2 separate regions of the Mus musculus genome follow, and region 2 is linked to region 1. The links are chromatin contacts, called in public Hi-C maps. All regions are on one chromosome and are shown on one strand. The core of a region is the stretch at or near the end of the contact, and the rest is flanking DNA. Distances in the headings are between cores, read along the strand shown.

The links. Hi-C and Micro-C count contacts between places; a contact is called where the count stands out from the background.
Region 2: a Hi-C map of stem cell-derived neural stem cells shows a contact between it and region 1, with 2.2 times the contacts expected there. The contact joins two enhancer-like sites. A contact is called at or near these places in 6 of 39 promoter capture datasets (the C10 cell line, embryonic stem cells, hippocampal neurons and 2 more), 10 of 15 datasets of contacts at CTCF or cohesin (CD8 T cells, the G1E-ER4 cell line, the NIH/3T3 cell line and 4 more), 173 of 484 Hi-C or Micro-C datasets (2-cell embryo, the AML12 cell line, the AtT-20 cell line and 96 more), 16 of 115 datasets of contacts at active chromatin or transcription factors (the HPC-7 cell line, astrocytes, bone marrow-derived dendritic cells and 7 more) and 3 of 9 other capture datasets (adipose tissue, embryonic stem cells and pancreatic islet).

Annotation. Positions count from the first base shown.
Region 1 is chr17:46,965,109-46,972,742 of GRCm38.p6, forward strand. It overlaps Ubr2 (ubiquitin protein ligase E3 component n-recognin 2), which reads right to left. Exons shown (of 47, transcript NM_146078.3): 16 at 4,993-5,054; 17 at 4,083-4,193; 18 at 3,276-3,341; 19 at 2,082-2,204; 20 at 1,924-1,987; 21 at 1,033-1,157. Among named protein-coding and RNA genes, the nearest start is that of Ubr2, 42 kb to the right of the region's middle. Within about 2 kb of position 2,028, at least 24 of the 459 cell types and tissues checked have an H3K27ac peak or open chromatin away from gene starts, as enhancers often do.
Region 2 is chr17:47,038,346-47,045,047 of GRCm38.p6, forward strand. It overlaps the pseudogene Gm4945. Among named protein-coding and RNA genes, the nearest start is that of Ubr2, 31 kb to the left of the region's middle. Within about 2 kb of position 1,261, at least 58 of the 459 cell types and tissues checked have an H3K27ac peak or open chromatin away from gene starts, as enhancers often do.

The sequences.
Region 1 (7,634 bases), core at 778-3,277:
AACCAAATTAATCAAGGCCTGGAACTGCACAGTCCTGGGTGTGCAAAAAAGTTTAAAGGCTTCATCTATTCCAACTAGGGCAAAATATGTTGCAAGGAAGAGGAAGAGACAGCTCAGCAGTTAAGAGCGTCCATTGCTCTTCCAGAGGACCTGAGTTCGGTTTCCAGCATCCACATTAGATAGCTCTAGTTCACAATATCTATGACTCCAGCCCCAAGGGATCCAATACCGTCTTCTGGGCTCTTTGGGTACCTGTGCTCACAGGTGGACACACCCACACATCGACACATATACACATAATTTAAAACAAAAAGTAAAGTGACAAGCAAACGCACTGAGGAGCCTTAATGAAAACAGGCCTTCTCAGCTGCATGAGCTGAGATTCTGAGAAGCCCCAGAGCGGAAAGTTAGGTCGATGAGAGCCTAATGGCCTCGGGAGGAAAACCAGTTATAATTCAACCTGTGAATATCCTTATACCAGTGCTTTAGTCACTCCAATCTTATAAAAAAGACTCTTCCACCAGATGATAGTGGTGCATGCCTTTAAGCCTGGCCCCAGGGAGGCAGAGGCAGGCAGATCTCTAAGTTTGAGGCCAGCCTGAACTACAGAGAAAGTTTCAGGACAGTCAGGGCTACACAGAGAAACCCTCTTTAAAATGAAAACCAAACCAACCAACCAACCAACCAACCAACCAAGAGACTCTTCTGCACTGGAGTAAGGAAAAAGCCCTGAGAATGTGTGTTTACTCAAGTTCGAGTGGATACCTCCTCCCTCAGGTGAAAGCGTCACCTGCACTCCTTGGGGTCAGACAGACCCTAATATGCCCCTGCTCTGTGGACAAAACCACTTAGCTCTAAGCACCACATTCTTCAGAGTTCTCTCTAGCTCAGCTCTGCTCCCTAGTCACTGTTCCCAGTGTTCTCCTTTCCAGATGGAATAGCCATCTTAGAACTGTAGCTTGCACCCAGGGGGGAAGTGCACACACTGCTGGGGAGGAGCAGCTTCCGGGTTTCTTAACTGTGGACACTTACATCTTCAGGCAGAGACTTCACCAGCTCACTGTGAGCCATAGGCTTGATGCTCAACTGATGGATAATCTCCCTCTTGATTTCATCTGTGGCAGCCACCTGTCCAACCCCAGGGTTGAATCTTTCTCCTGTCCAAAATGAAAGGTAGATGCACACATTTAATGGACCCATGTACTTATGTGTACAGATTTCCAGTTCTTGCAACAGAATCCATCCTCTGTCTGGGTCACTCTGTGGGAAAATAAAGGCTGGTTTGGAAGGCAATAGCAGTTCCCGTTTATACTGAGTCTGATGCACCGACTTAAGGTTTCATGGCTGCTTTGGAGAAGGACCAGAAGTACGACGGGACCAGTGGAAGTCACACCCTTTCCTCCTCTGTGCTTCTGTCTAGGACAGGCTGGTATCACTCTGAGACCCTCTTCATTAGGGCCACCTCTGCCCACTGGATTGGCTACTTTACGGCCACAGAAGGTCTGAACAGTGGGGGAATGACAGAGCAGAAGGGATCAAAGAACTGGGAAAGCAGGGCCAAGCGAACAGGAGACGTAGGTAATAAACAGACGTCTCTGAGTCACTGGTCTTCATTAACCTGTGGTTGCTGTCTTTGGAGTCAAGAAGACATTTAAACCAAGAACCAAGAGAGAAGAAACAAAGCGAAGATTTTAGTCCTAGCAACTCTCTGCTCACAATGTGTTCCCAAGCTGTGCCAGTCTCCCTCCACCCTTGGCCCAAATACAGCCTTTCAGTTCATCTGTTTCGGCCATTGCACCCCTTCCTCTTTCTGGGGTGTGTGTGTGTGAAGGGCTGTGTGCCCGTTCTCTTCCCATGACTGATCGAGCAAGCTCAGCGCCCTGCTGCCATCGCCAGGCCCACATCAAGGCGGTGTGCACTCACCCACAAGCATGATGATGAGGTAGAGCATCTCTTCGATCAGAGTGTTGTTCTGCTGAACGACGTCCTGTGGGAGGAGGGGCAAGTGCAGAGGTGAGAACACGCCCACTGCTGTCCCTCACACATACAGGACACGTGGGCGTTGTGACACAGGCTCTTACCTTATGGGTAACCTCAGAACTGAATCTCTTCCCATAGTCAGGCGTGCTGAAGAGCTGATAGAGTTCAAAGCGGCTGAGCATGATCATCAGGAAGTGGTTTGGGTCCATCATGGAGACACCTGTCTTTTTTGTTTGTTTGAGACAAAGGAGAAGAGGAAGGTCAGAAGGGACACTCAGTGTTAGTGAGAGATGTTTAAGGTTGCACAAGAAAACAGCTTATTTGACCACCAATTTGAAGAAAAAATGGACACCTACTTAGCCACACCCTATATCATGTGGCTGCCAAGAGGGGACAGGAATCTAAGCAGGTCAAACAATCCACACAAAGAAACCTCCCTTAAAACTGAACCCCAGGAGAACCACACAGGCAGTTCGGCTCCTTTCCTGTCTCAGTCCACTGAAGGACACGGCTATGAATTTCGCTGCAGTTTCCTATCAGAGTTCACTGCCTACTAGGAACTGAGAGGAATATCAATTAAGCCCCTAGTATGTACATACGTATTCTGTTACTGAGACCCTTTTGTGGTAAGCACTCCATTACATAAAACGATAGCTTCTTTTCTCTTAATGCCATTTTTAAAAGTTCTAAATCAAACTGGACTCAACAGCTAGGAACTGAAGTAGAGTTCTCTGGAAGAGCAGCCAGTGCTGGACCATATCCATAGCACCTATCTTTTGGTGCTGCTGCTGCTATTAAGTCTGTTGAGTCAGGGTCTCACTATGTAAGCACACTGCCTTCGAACTCAGAGATCTGCCTGTCTCTGCGTGCACCACCAAGCCAGTCTGTTTATTTTTTAGAATTTACGGTTATGCGTGCCAGTGTCTGCCACATGAGTGCTGTGCCTACAGAGACCAGAAAGGAGCTGGAGTCCCCGTGGTTGTGGCTGCCTGCTGTGGTGCTGGAAAAAGAACTCGGCTCCTTTATGAGCAGCAAAGCTCTTAAGCACTGAGCTGTCTGTCTGTCTGTCTAGCCAGCTGTCTGTCTGACTGTAGCAGCTGCATCTGGCATGCTGAGTCTGACCCTGATCTGGAGACTGGGGGAAGCATTCTGCAGGCTGTTGGCCTTGAGTGGGGAGTGTTAGTAGACAGAGCAGGTAGGATTCAGAGATCTGCAAGTGAGTGTTAGGTGACTGACTCAGTAAAACAAGACCAGGCCTCCCCACAGCCCTGAAGTCAGGGTTTTTAACTCATTACCTGAAGCATCACTATGTCCTTGTCGAACATCTCTCGCCTGCATTTCACATTATGGTAGTAATAGATCTAAAACGATAATTAATTATATTAGGTAAATAAGCTCTGATGGGTATGGCTTCCTGATCATTTCCCCACTGCAAGAAAAAAGCATGGGTTTGTGTAAGCACAAGTGTGTGCCTTCCTGTGTGGTTGGAGCTGGTATGGGCTTTTAGTTAATACTATCTTAGCATGAATAAACCAATAAACTAGAGATATCCACTGATGTCTGCTGTAGATTCCAGCCAGTGTTTTGGGTCTCCCAAAATTGTGGATGAGGGGAGGACAGATGGCTGAGAAGGTACAGGCCTCACTGTGACATCTGATGACTGGGGGTTGATCCTTGATCAAACACAAAACAAGAGCTCTAAGGAACACTGGCTTACCTTGCATTGAATTTTTAAACAATGTGTCACAGACACCAAACCTTTTTAAAAAAAGGCTTATCTGTGTGAATGTGTGTGTGTGTGTGTGTGTCTATCTGCATGTCTGTGCCAAATATGCGTGACACCTTCAAAGGCCAAAAGGTGCTAGATCCCTTGGAATTGGAGTTATGGGAGGTGGTAAGTCACCAGACATAGGTGCTGGGGACTGAACCAGGGTCCCCTGCAAGAGCAGCAAGCACTCGTAACTGCTGAGCCATCTCTCTAGATCCCAGATGCAAAATCCTCAATGGCTATGTCCATTTAAAACTGTAAAAGGTTTCTCATAAAAGCTGGAGAATGAATGGAATCAAAATACCACAGAATTAAAAAACACAAAACCACTTACCTGATTTACTAGAGAGAAGCCATTTCTTCTCCACATCCCAGCATGCACTTGAGCACATAAGACAAGACATCTAAGAGGATGTTCTATCAACATGGGTGGGCTCAGTTCACTCTGTGTTAAAAATAACCCACTTGTTAAAATCTGCACAAGGAAAGGTGGTTGACAGCAAAGCTTAAAGAATAATATATCAAATCTGCTTTAAGCTGTAACTGTATGACCATTCATTTTGTGTTAATTTAGTTAGGTATGGTCAGCTCCATCTATTTGAGGGTGAGAGGCATTCTTTATGAGAAATATTTTAATAAAGTTTGAAAATGGCAATTTATCCATTTATCCTCTATAAAGACAGTAGGCAGGCTTTATTAACTCAAATGGTGTTAGCTGTAGAAAAGCAAAGTTTCTCATGTGTAGGAGGGACATCCACGTGACGTGGTGCATATGTGGAGGTCAGAGGAAAACCTGGCCTATCAGCTCTTGTCTTCCGCCTTGTTTATGGCAGGCTCTCAGGGCTGTGAGTGTCTCTGGTACCACACTGTGGCTCTCACATTTGTTCAGTCTGCACTTTACCCACTGAGCCACCTCCCTAGCTCCAAAAGTGTGCTCTCTAAAGAAAGGATTCTGCGACCAAGATGGACTGTGTACTTGTAACCATAATGTCAACTGTCCTATGGGCTCTCTAGAGAACTAAAATACTCTCCTGACTCCTTTCCAACTCTATAAATGCATAAGGCAAGACCTTAGAATAACCCCTGAGCTCTACCCCCACCCACAAACACATATACACTAACTGGACACACCCCCATAGGTTCCTTTCTCTGGAGAACCTAAACTAATAAAAGTTTGTTCAGTTTGGTTTCAAGTACCACACACATGATGACTAGAAGTTCTGTTCCAAGTCAAAGCCACTTACTAGAGGTAGGAGCTCTGGAAATTTATATGCCACTTCACTTTTGCTTAACAATACATGCAAACCTGTGTGGAAGAACAAACAAAGAAGGTTTTCTATAGGTCACACTAGTGTGCAGTTGATTCAACGATCACTCAGTCTACTACTTAACATCTTACTACAAAAATATCTTTGGGCATGTATTGGTTTAAAAATTAAGTTTTAAAATGACCTGTGTTATAAACAAATCTTTTCTTTTTTTAAGAAAAGATTTATTTATTTATTTTATGTATGCGAGTACACGGTAGCTGTCTTTAGACACACCAGAACAGGGCATCGGATCCCATTACAGATGGCTGTGAGCCACCATGTGGTTGCTGCGAATTGAACTCAGGACCTCTGGAAGAGCAGGCAGTGCTCTGACCTCTGAGCTATCCCTCTCCAGTCCTAAACAAAGCTTTTCAACAAATCTCTATCAGAGGAGCTAGAACTCACCTTAATCAATACTGCTGACATTTCAGAAGTAATGCTAGATGAACAGATAAAGCCAGGCAACCAATTCATACCCCTTAGCCAGTGTGGAGTTTTCTCCCAGGCCACAGGCAGCATTACTGCTCGAAGTTGAGATCCTTGGGGCAACTGAACAGAGAGACTGGTCCTGGACTTACGGTCTATGCTGACCCTGGCCGCAGAATGAAGTTCCCTAGAATTTCCAGTTTAGAGTCAAAGCCCATTTATTCCCTATCCATGAGAGGAACATCCTTAGCTCAACCTTAGAGCACTCTGAAGGCTGCTGTTATGTCACTGTTCTCAGGACCTATCAGGCCTGCTTCCTTCTGTGGCGGCCATCTCTACGAACCTGTTAAAGAGATACTGCTGAAGCCCTAGCAGCACCCTCTCCACCTTGTCTGGGAACTGCTTTGCTTGTTTTGTTTTGAGACAAGTTCTTGCTACGTAGCGCTGGCTGGTCTTGAACTTGTGGTCAGTCCTTCTGCCTCTGTTTCCCAAGTGCTGGGGTCACAAGTATGTGCCCCCACAGCCAGCTGTATAGACTGTTCTGTGTGTTTATTTTGTTCTCTACTCTGATTTCAAACACCCAGGGCAGGGCTCATTTACTGCTGGAGGGGAAGACGCCCAGATAATCACAGCACAGACCTTCAGGAGGTGAAGATAAGGCAGAAATTAGTCTATTTCTGGGGCATCAGCATTTTCACTGTGGACAGTTATTAGCCTCGGCTTCTTACCCACAGTCAGGTTTTGGAAGTGTGACTGGGCATCACTGACATGTTTTGCCCTCTAGTCTAGTGCTTTGCTCAGGTCACCAATGAGCCATAGGTGCTGAAAGCAGGAGGGGCAGGAGAGCTTTTTCCTACGACTAGAACGTTCTCTTCTCTTCTTCTGTCCTCTATCCATTCCCTCCCTTCTTCCTTTCCTTCCTGTCTCTCTCCTGTTACTTAGGGACAGGGTCTCACTCTGCAGTGCTGGCCTTGAATTCATTATAGGCCAGGCTAGCCTGGAACTCAGGGGTTGCAGGTGTCAGCCAGCACCACAGCTTGTATTATTTCACAATTCAGATGTTTAGAAGCAAACACTCTCAAGCCTCAGTGGGAGGATCTCAGACCACGCCCTGATGACACACTAGGGTGTGTGGAGGTCATCAGTCAGAAAATATGAGGATGCTCAACACAGACCTTTCAGAATGGAAGGAGTCGTTACTACCTGACCTCATGACATGGAAGCAATAAAAAACTCCATTCATAATTTAGTAATAATGGGCCAATTCCTTGGAAGACATGAACTGTCAATGCTCACTTGAGGAATGTATAAGCTCAGCAAGGACATAGTCTATCAGAGGAACTGAGTCAGGAATTAATAATCTCTTCAACATACACTTAAGGAAGCCATGGTGTGGAGTCGCCAGTTTCCCCGTTAGAAATAAACAAAACAAAACAAAACAAACAAAACAAAATAAAAAAACAGCCAAAGAAACCAAAACACCAAAGTGCACTTTCATACCACATTTGAAATGTTACTGAGCCACACTCACTAACTACAGGCTCTGTGATGGTAACAGGGTGTCCATATACTCTAAGTTAAGAGCTGACTAAGGGGACACAGTGTGAGCAGGACAGGAGTTATCTAGAACTAAGACCTCACTGCACTGCGCCGAGGGACCCACCACGGAAGTTCGGTGCACACTCACTGCCTCTGGCTTTTGCAGAGTCAGTTTTAGACAGTGCAGCAATTTTAAGTGACTTGTAAATCAGCTGGAGATCAGTAAGGCATTCCCTCGTAACCTTCTGCTTAAAAGGTTATTGATCAGTGGACAATAAAGAGCTTAGAGAGAAAAGCTATGGTGGCTTTGATTTATTAGCAGTGGCTAAAGGTGAGTGGTCGGTGTGACTTGTAACAGACTGAGCTCAGTTACTAAGATGTGATGCACAGTGATGTCCGAATAAGTCTTGCAGTGCCTCACTATCGACCCTGTGCCCAATCGTCTCAAAATGCTAGCCTGGCTCCTTTTTTGTTCTGACACTAAGGTTTTCTATGCCTCTGTCCTCCCGGGTATGGATCAAGTGTAGTAATCGCTACTTCATAGCAGAATGATCAGACAGGCGAGCACATGCCGAACTCCCAGAATAATGAATGTCCAGCACACAGTAGGT
Region 2 (6,702 bases), core at 11-2,510, 72 kb after region 1:
TAAAGTAGGTTGAAAAAAATATGCCAAAATGTTTGTATATGCCTGATGATTTGAGTTTATTCCTATATTCCTCAAGGTAGCTGGAGAGGTCTGAGAACTTCCCTTTGACCTGTGCACACTCCCTGTGACCTGTGTGTACCCACATTCACACATTCTTGAACATGCAGTAAACAAATATTTAAAAAGAAAGCAGCGTGTGGGAACCAGCAGGGATGTAGGTCAGTTGATAACAAGCCTGCCTAGCCAACATAGGGTCCTGGATCCATCCCTGGCATCTTAAGTGTGGGATGATGTTGAAAGAAGCACTTTGGACTCATCCCGAGATAGGGTTCTCCCTCCCCTTACTCTGTGCATGTCCACCTGTCTATCATCCTGCAGAACAAGTACAGCTTTGTACCATGACATTCCTAACCCAGACTTCAGGATTCTTCACCATTCATATCGATTCTGTCAGTGGACCAAACATCGACCCTGCCCAGGGACTTGAACACAAGCAGAAGGTCCTGCATTCCCTGTAGAGTACGAGTTCAAGTCACTAGGTCCTCTGCCTTTGATTCTGCTCATTGCAAGGACACCCTCACCCTCCTCTCAAGTGGCCCTTCAGGCAGAGACAACTAACTACTCTCTAGGACTGTGTTTGAAATGACCTTGGAGCCTTCTTCAGATCCGTTTCCTCCGCGATACTGCTGGGAGCCTGCAGGGGGCGCTCCTGTCCAGGGCTGGCATCCTCTCAGGCTCGCCTTTCTCGGTGGGGCTGGGCTTTCTTATGCCTGCAGTCTCTCTTTAACAATGGAGCTTGCGTTTGTTTAAAATTGTGACTGGTGGCACAGCTGGGAGCCCAGAAGTACTCTGTGTCGCTTTGTTATTTTAGGTTTCATAAGCAGCTAGAAAGTGAAATTCAAAATGACATCTTCAAGCGGAAATCAAGTCCTTCTCCTCCCGAGCTATGTATATTGGGATGCCCTTCTAGCAACCAGCCATGGTGCCACGCCAGCAGCCAGAATGCCAGTTAAGATCCATGCCTACTTTTTAGTAGTAGGGACTTGAGAACAAGAAGCTCTGCGTGGCACAGGGTGAATTCTTCGGAGGACCAGTCTGAGACAAACTGAAATTTGATCTCGCCTGAAATTTCTTCCAGTTGACAGAGCTTCTTTTTCATTCAATAAAATGAAACACAAAATAAAGCAAAGACAGAGGTTCAGGCATAGCCGTTGAATTACCCCTAGTTAATATGTCACCACAGCTTAGAGTAACTTGAATGTCTGAATCAGTCTTATCAGATGGTGGCAGAATTCCTGGAGAATTGGTATTTCATTGTGGAGGAACCAAGGAATTGCCGGCCCTGCCAACAGAAGACAAACTAAGACTGGGCTGTCTGACTTAGCAAATACAAATATGTACACTCAGTTAACTGTGAATTTCAGACACCGAACTCAAACATTTCATTTCATTTTACTTGCTTGAGACAGGGTCTCACTGAAATTCCCTATGTAGACCAGGCTAGCCTGGAATGTGCAGAGATCCACCTGCCCCTGTCTTCCAAGCCCTGGGATGAAAAGTGTGCACCACTATTCCTAATCTTCCTTAATTTTTAAATTCTCAGTAAACACTAAGAGCAAATCTGGTCTCCTGTTGAAATTCAAATGTGCAGGGTGTGATGCCTGGAATGTTCTGGAATCAGGCAGAACTTTCTGAGTTTGAGGCCAGCCTAGTTTGCACAGTGAGTTCCAGTCAGCCAGAATAGCCAGTGAGACTCTGTCTTAGCCCAGGGGGTGGGGCTGGGGGAGAGAAAGAAGTTAAGATATAAATAAAAGTCCTATATTTCATTTGGTATACAAAGTGGAAGAGAAAAGTTTTTTTTGTTTGTTTTTTGTTTTTTTTTTTTTAAATTTAGCCCAGTGGGTTCTCAACCTGTGGGTCATGACCCATTTTGGGGGAACAAACAGCCCTTTCAAGGGTTCACAGATCAGCTGTCCTGCAAATCAGATATCTTGCATGTCAGATGTTTACATCACAACTCATGACTTTAGCAGGATTACAGTCATGAAGTAGCAAGAAAAATGATGTTATGGTTGGGATTGCCACAACGTGTGGCACTGTATTAAAGGGTCACAGCATTAGGAAGGGTGAGAGCCACTGCCTAAGAGCTTCAGCATCATTTGGCAGACATAGCCACCGTGAAGGGTTTGGGGTGTGTTATCCCATCCACCATCCGTGAACATACATAAGTATTTGTGTATTCTAAACCTGGTTTCCCTATTGGCTAGCTAACTGACTTTGGGAGAGTAACCTAACTTCTCTGGATTTTAAGTTTTCTTTCTTTCATGGTTATTTATTTTTATTTTGTATGTATGAGTGTTCGCTTCATGTGTGCATATGTGCTCTGTGTGTGCCTAGTGTCCTAACAAGTCCTCGGAGCCCAGAAGAAGGCAGCAGGTCCCCTGGAACTAGAGGTGGTCACAACCTGTGACCTGTCATGTAGGAGCTGGGAACCTATCCCAGGTCTTCTGTGAGAGCTCATAACTGCTGCTGAGCCCTCTCTCCAGTCTCCATTTGTAATGTTAATTGTCAAACTCACGACAAGCCTAATTTGTAAATTACACATTATTATCAGTCTGAGTAGACAGAAAAAAGTGTAATAACACGTGGTACTATCTAGGACATCAGGCATCCCTCAGGGTCTCCTGCAGACAAGGTGGGAGTAATACAATACAATTCACCTTCACTGTTGTGGGCAAGGCACTTGAAACCCATCTCTTGCCTGACAGACAAAATGTCTGAGCAACCTTGAGCTGTGACACCCGCCTTCACTGCTTCTGGACTTGGAAAGGGTCCGGTAGCCATCAGCGTGCCTGGTTCTCGGGTCTTCAGCATGTATCTGAAGATCTTTCAGCTTCCAAAACTGCACAAGTCAAGGCCCTGGTGATAATTCTACACTCTAGCCTACCCACCCACCCAGGGTTAGCAAGATGGCTCAGCTGGTAAGGGTGCTTGTTCAATTCCCGAGACCAAAATCTGCACGCATGAGAACACACACGCACACATACAAGGGGGTAACTAGATCATATTCTTCCTTTTTTGTTACAGGATATTTGAATCTGTTTCTAGTTGTGGTGTGGCTCAGCCTTAGCACACACCTTTAATCCCAAACAATGACGGTGAAGTTAGTTTGTAGAAGGAAGCACCCATGTTTGAAAGTGATGTGTGGTTGAGGATTGAGAGGCAGAGTGATGAATCAGAGAAAGAGATGACAGAATAGGATCTGCCCAACTCTCATGAGAAAGAGAGAGAGAGAGAGAGAGAGAGAGAGAGAGAGAGAGAGAGAGAGAGAGAGAGAGAAAAGGATAGCTACTTAAGGGAGAGACAAACAACACAGGAAGAACTCAGTAGAGTTCCTGGAGAACAGTGCAGTAGAGTTCAGAGGGAGAGTGGAGCAGCTCAGAGAGGGAGGAGGAGGCAGTTTTACTGGGAGAGTTTTACAGAGACAGATTGAAGAGAACAAGCTAGACACGGGTAAAGACAGAAGGAGCCCGAGAATGAGAAGGAGTCAGAAGATTAGAAAAGATTGCTAGAGATAGTTTGAGGCCAAGTGGAACAATTCTGTAGAGGCTGAGAAAGAGAAGCCAGCCTGGAGAGGAGTTTGAGCTGGAACAACCGAGTTGAACCCATCAACTAGAGATCAGAACCAGAAAGGGTGAGCTTATTCAACAGTAAGTCTCAGAGGCTGAAAACATTGTGGGCCTAGATTAGATTGTACGGAGCCTGGAAGCTTCTAGGACTAGGCCTAGGTTAGCAGACGGAGGCAGTAAGCCTCCGAGGTGACAATCACTACAAGAGAGTAAGAGATACTTTTACACTTTTCTCTGGGGAATCTGAACCAGTGTTTTTGCTTCATTTCTTCTAGTTTTTTTTCCCCTGTCCATCCTGCATTATATGAGTCCTTCATGCTCTTATTGGCTCCCTGTTGGCAATTCTGATGTTCATATCTCACGTTAAAAGTTTTCGTCTGATGCCTAGCAGGCATTGGTAGAAGCTTGACATCGTGGGGAGGTTTAACAGCATCCTCTGACTGAATAGTTTCATTGATGTCTACGTTTTTTTTTTTTTTTTTTTTTTTTTTTACAGATCTTGCCTGAGTTTATTTGTAAGAACAGCATAGGACACTGGTCATCTGCAAATAGTGTGTGGGGAAGTGTGTCACAGCAGTCCGTCTGTCTTCACACTGGTAGGAGCCTTTTCTATGGGGCCTTCACAGGGGCCTGGGTACCTTTGGGGGCCTGAGCACCTTTGGAAGCCTGGGCTGGAGCTGAAGCCTGGGCCTTAGCTGGAGCTTTGGCCCCTGCCTTGGTTTGGACATTAGGCTTCGGTTGGCAGAGCCTCTGACCCTTGGCCATGCAGCTTCGAATCCGCTTCCCAAGCTTAGGGTGAGCGATGAAAGACAGCCGCTTGAGTTTGGGTCCTTTTGGCATCTTGGGCTTGATGGCCTCTACACGCGCACTCGCTGCCTTTGCATTGTTGGCCTGCATCTTCTTCAGGCCTTTCTTGTTGTGCTTCTTGGCAGGGCGCATGTTCCTCAGGAACTTGGGGTCAACCCCCTTAAGAGATTCGTAGCTTTGCGACGGGGGTTTCTTGATGCCATTTCTGTGCCATTTGCAGGACTGGTTGTGTGTGGTGTGGTTCTTGGACTTGGCCATGTGGTAACCCACGGCTCCCGCAGCGCCTGAGACCGGAAGCGAAAGAGAAAGGCCCACAGTGCAGCATGGGAAATAGGACCGACGCCACTGGAAGGTCTAACGTAAAAGCTTCCCTCACTGCTGGCGGAGAAAAAAGGTTCCGCCTACATTCTTTTTAAAGAAGTTTGTTCATTCTTTGGAAATCTAATAAGCAAATGATGCTTTTATTTCCTCAGAGGATGGGATGAGACAAAAGCCGTCCCCAAGCTGTGCAGATACAAATCTTGGGCTGAGCCCAGAGCATTCTATCTAACTATCCCTAGGCCTGGAAGCTGCTAGCCTCCAAAAATCTAATCCCCTGCAAGCCTGGACCTTGAAGGTTTCAGCTTCCAGCCTCTGTCTGCTAACCTAGGCTGAGAATGTTTCAGCCTCTGAGACTTACTGCTGAACAAACTCACTCTCTCTAGTTCTTTCTGAACTCTGGGTGGCTGGTTTGACTCAGCTGTTCTGGCTCAAGCTGTTCTCCAAGCTGACTGGTTTGAATTGGCTTCTCTCGGCTTCTGACTGAATTGCTCTGCTTGGAAGGACTGCCTCTGAACGCCATGAACTGAACCGCACCGACAGCCCCGGCTGAACAGAACTGAATGGAACCGCATGAACTTAACCAAGCTCAGCTGCATTCAACTCCGCCTCTCTCCCTGCACTGCTCTTAGGTACCCCCTCCTTCCTGTCTGTTCTTGTGAGAATTGAGTGTGTCCTGGTCTCTGACTTATTCTGTCAAATCTTTTTCTGATTTGTCACTTTGTCTACCCCTCAATTAGACATCACTGTTTCAGACTGAAGGTGTGTTCTAAAGGTGTATCTGTATTCCAGGCAGAGGAATTAAAGGTGTGTGTTTAGGGCATGTCTGTTTTCCAGCTGGATCGCACAGACCTAGGTCTTTAAATATGATCCCTTGCCAGAGTAGTCATGTTGCTGGATTTAAATTCCTCTACACTAATACAATATATTTTGACCAGATTCTACTGGCTTCTCCATCTTAAAGGTCATCTCCCTTTAAAGGGAGCATCTCAGTGGTGGAGGAGGCCTGAGGCTCTGCCTTTCCAGCGCTCACCTCAGCCTGCTGTTCCCTTAGCAGCCTGGTCCTACAGTATGACCCATGCCCACTCAACCTCTACCCTACCCTTTGAAGGGACAAACTGGAGCTCTTTAGTTGGGGTGAAGGTGAGGTGTGTGTGGGAGGGACAGTGATGATTTCCAAGACTTTAATTGCTTGCTGGTTCTATTTTGTGCTTAGGACTGAACTCGGGGCTCTCCAGATACCATCACACCTAGCCTTCTGCCCGATTCATAACCAGTATTTCCACCCATCTTCTTATTTTTCTCCCCCTTAACTCCCACTAGTAACTGGTCTATTGATCCCTGAGCCTTTATGGGTTTCTCTAGTACAAATTGAAATTACTATTCTGTGCGTTTGACACGTGTGTGTGTGTGGTGTGTGTGTGTGTGTGTGTGTGTGTGTGTGTGTGTGTGTGTGCCCCTTCCACATATGGAGGCCTGAGGATAATTGTAGGGTGGGTTCTCTCCTTTTACCTTATGTTGCTCCTGGGATTTGAACCCAGGTCATATGCTTGCAGAGCAAGCACCATGACCTGCTGAGCTATCTCACTGGCCTGTTTTTAAAAATAATTTTCTAAAACTTAGCTCACTTCTTAACTTTCCTAGCTGCCATCTAAGAGTCCTTCCTCCCTGCCCTGCCTCCCCAGGTCTAGGTCATTTACTTATAGGACAGATATTAATGTTGTGTGTTCATTTTGTGATTGGACAATATGGTACACTTTCTTCCTCTATGTGTGTGAGTGTATGTTGTATGCCCATGTCCCTGTGGTGTGCACACATGTGCATGCAGGTACACATGCTCATATGTGCATGCATTTGTATAATGGGCTGAGTTTTACTTTGGGTACTTTCTCTGGCCACACTTCACCTTTTTTATTCATTTAAAATATGCTTTCTTTCTAAAAAGATT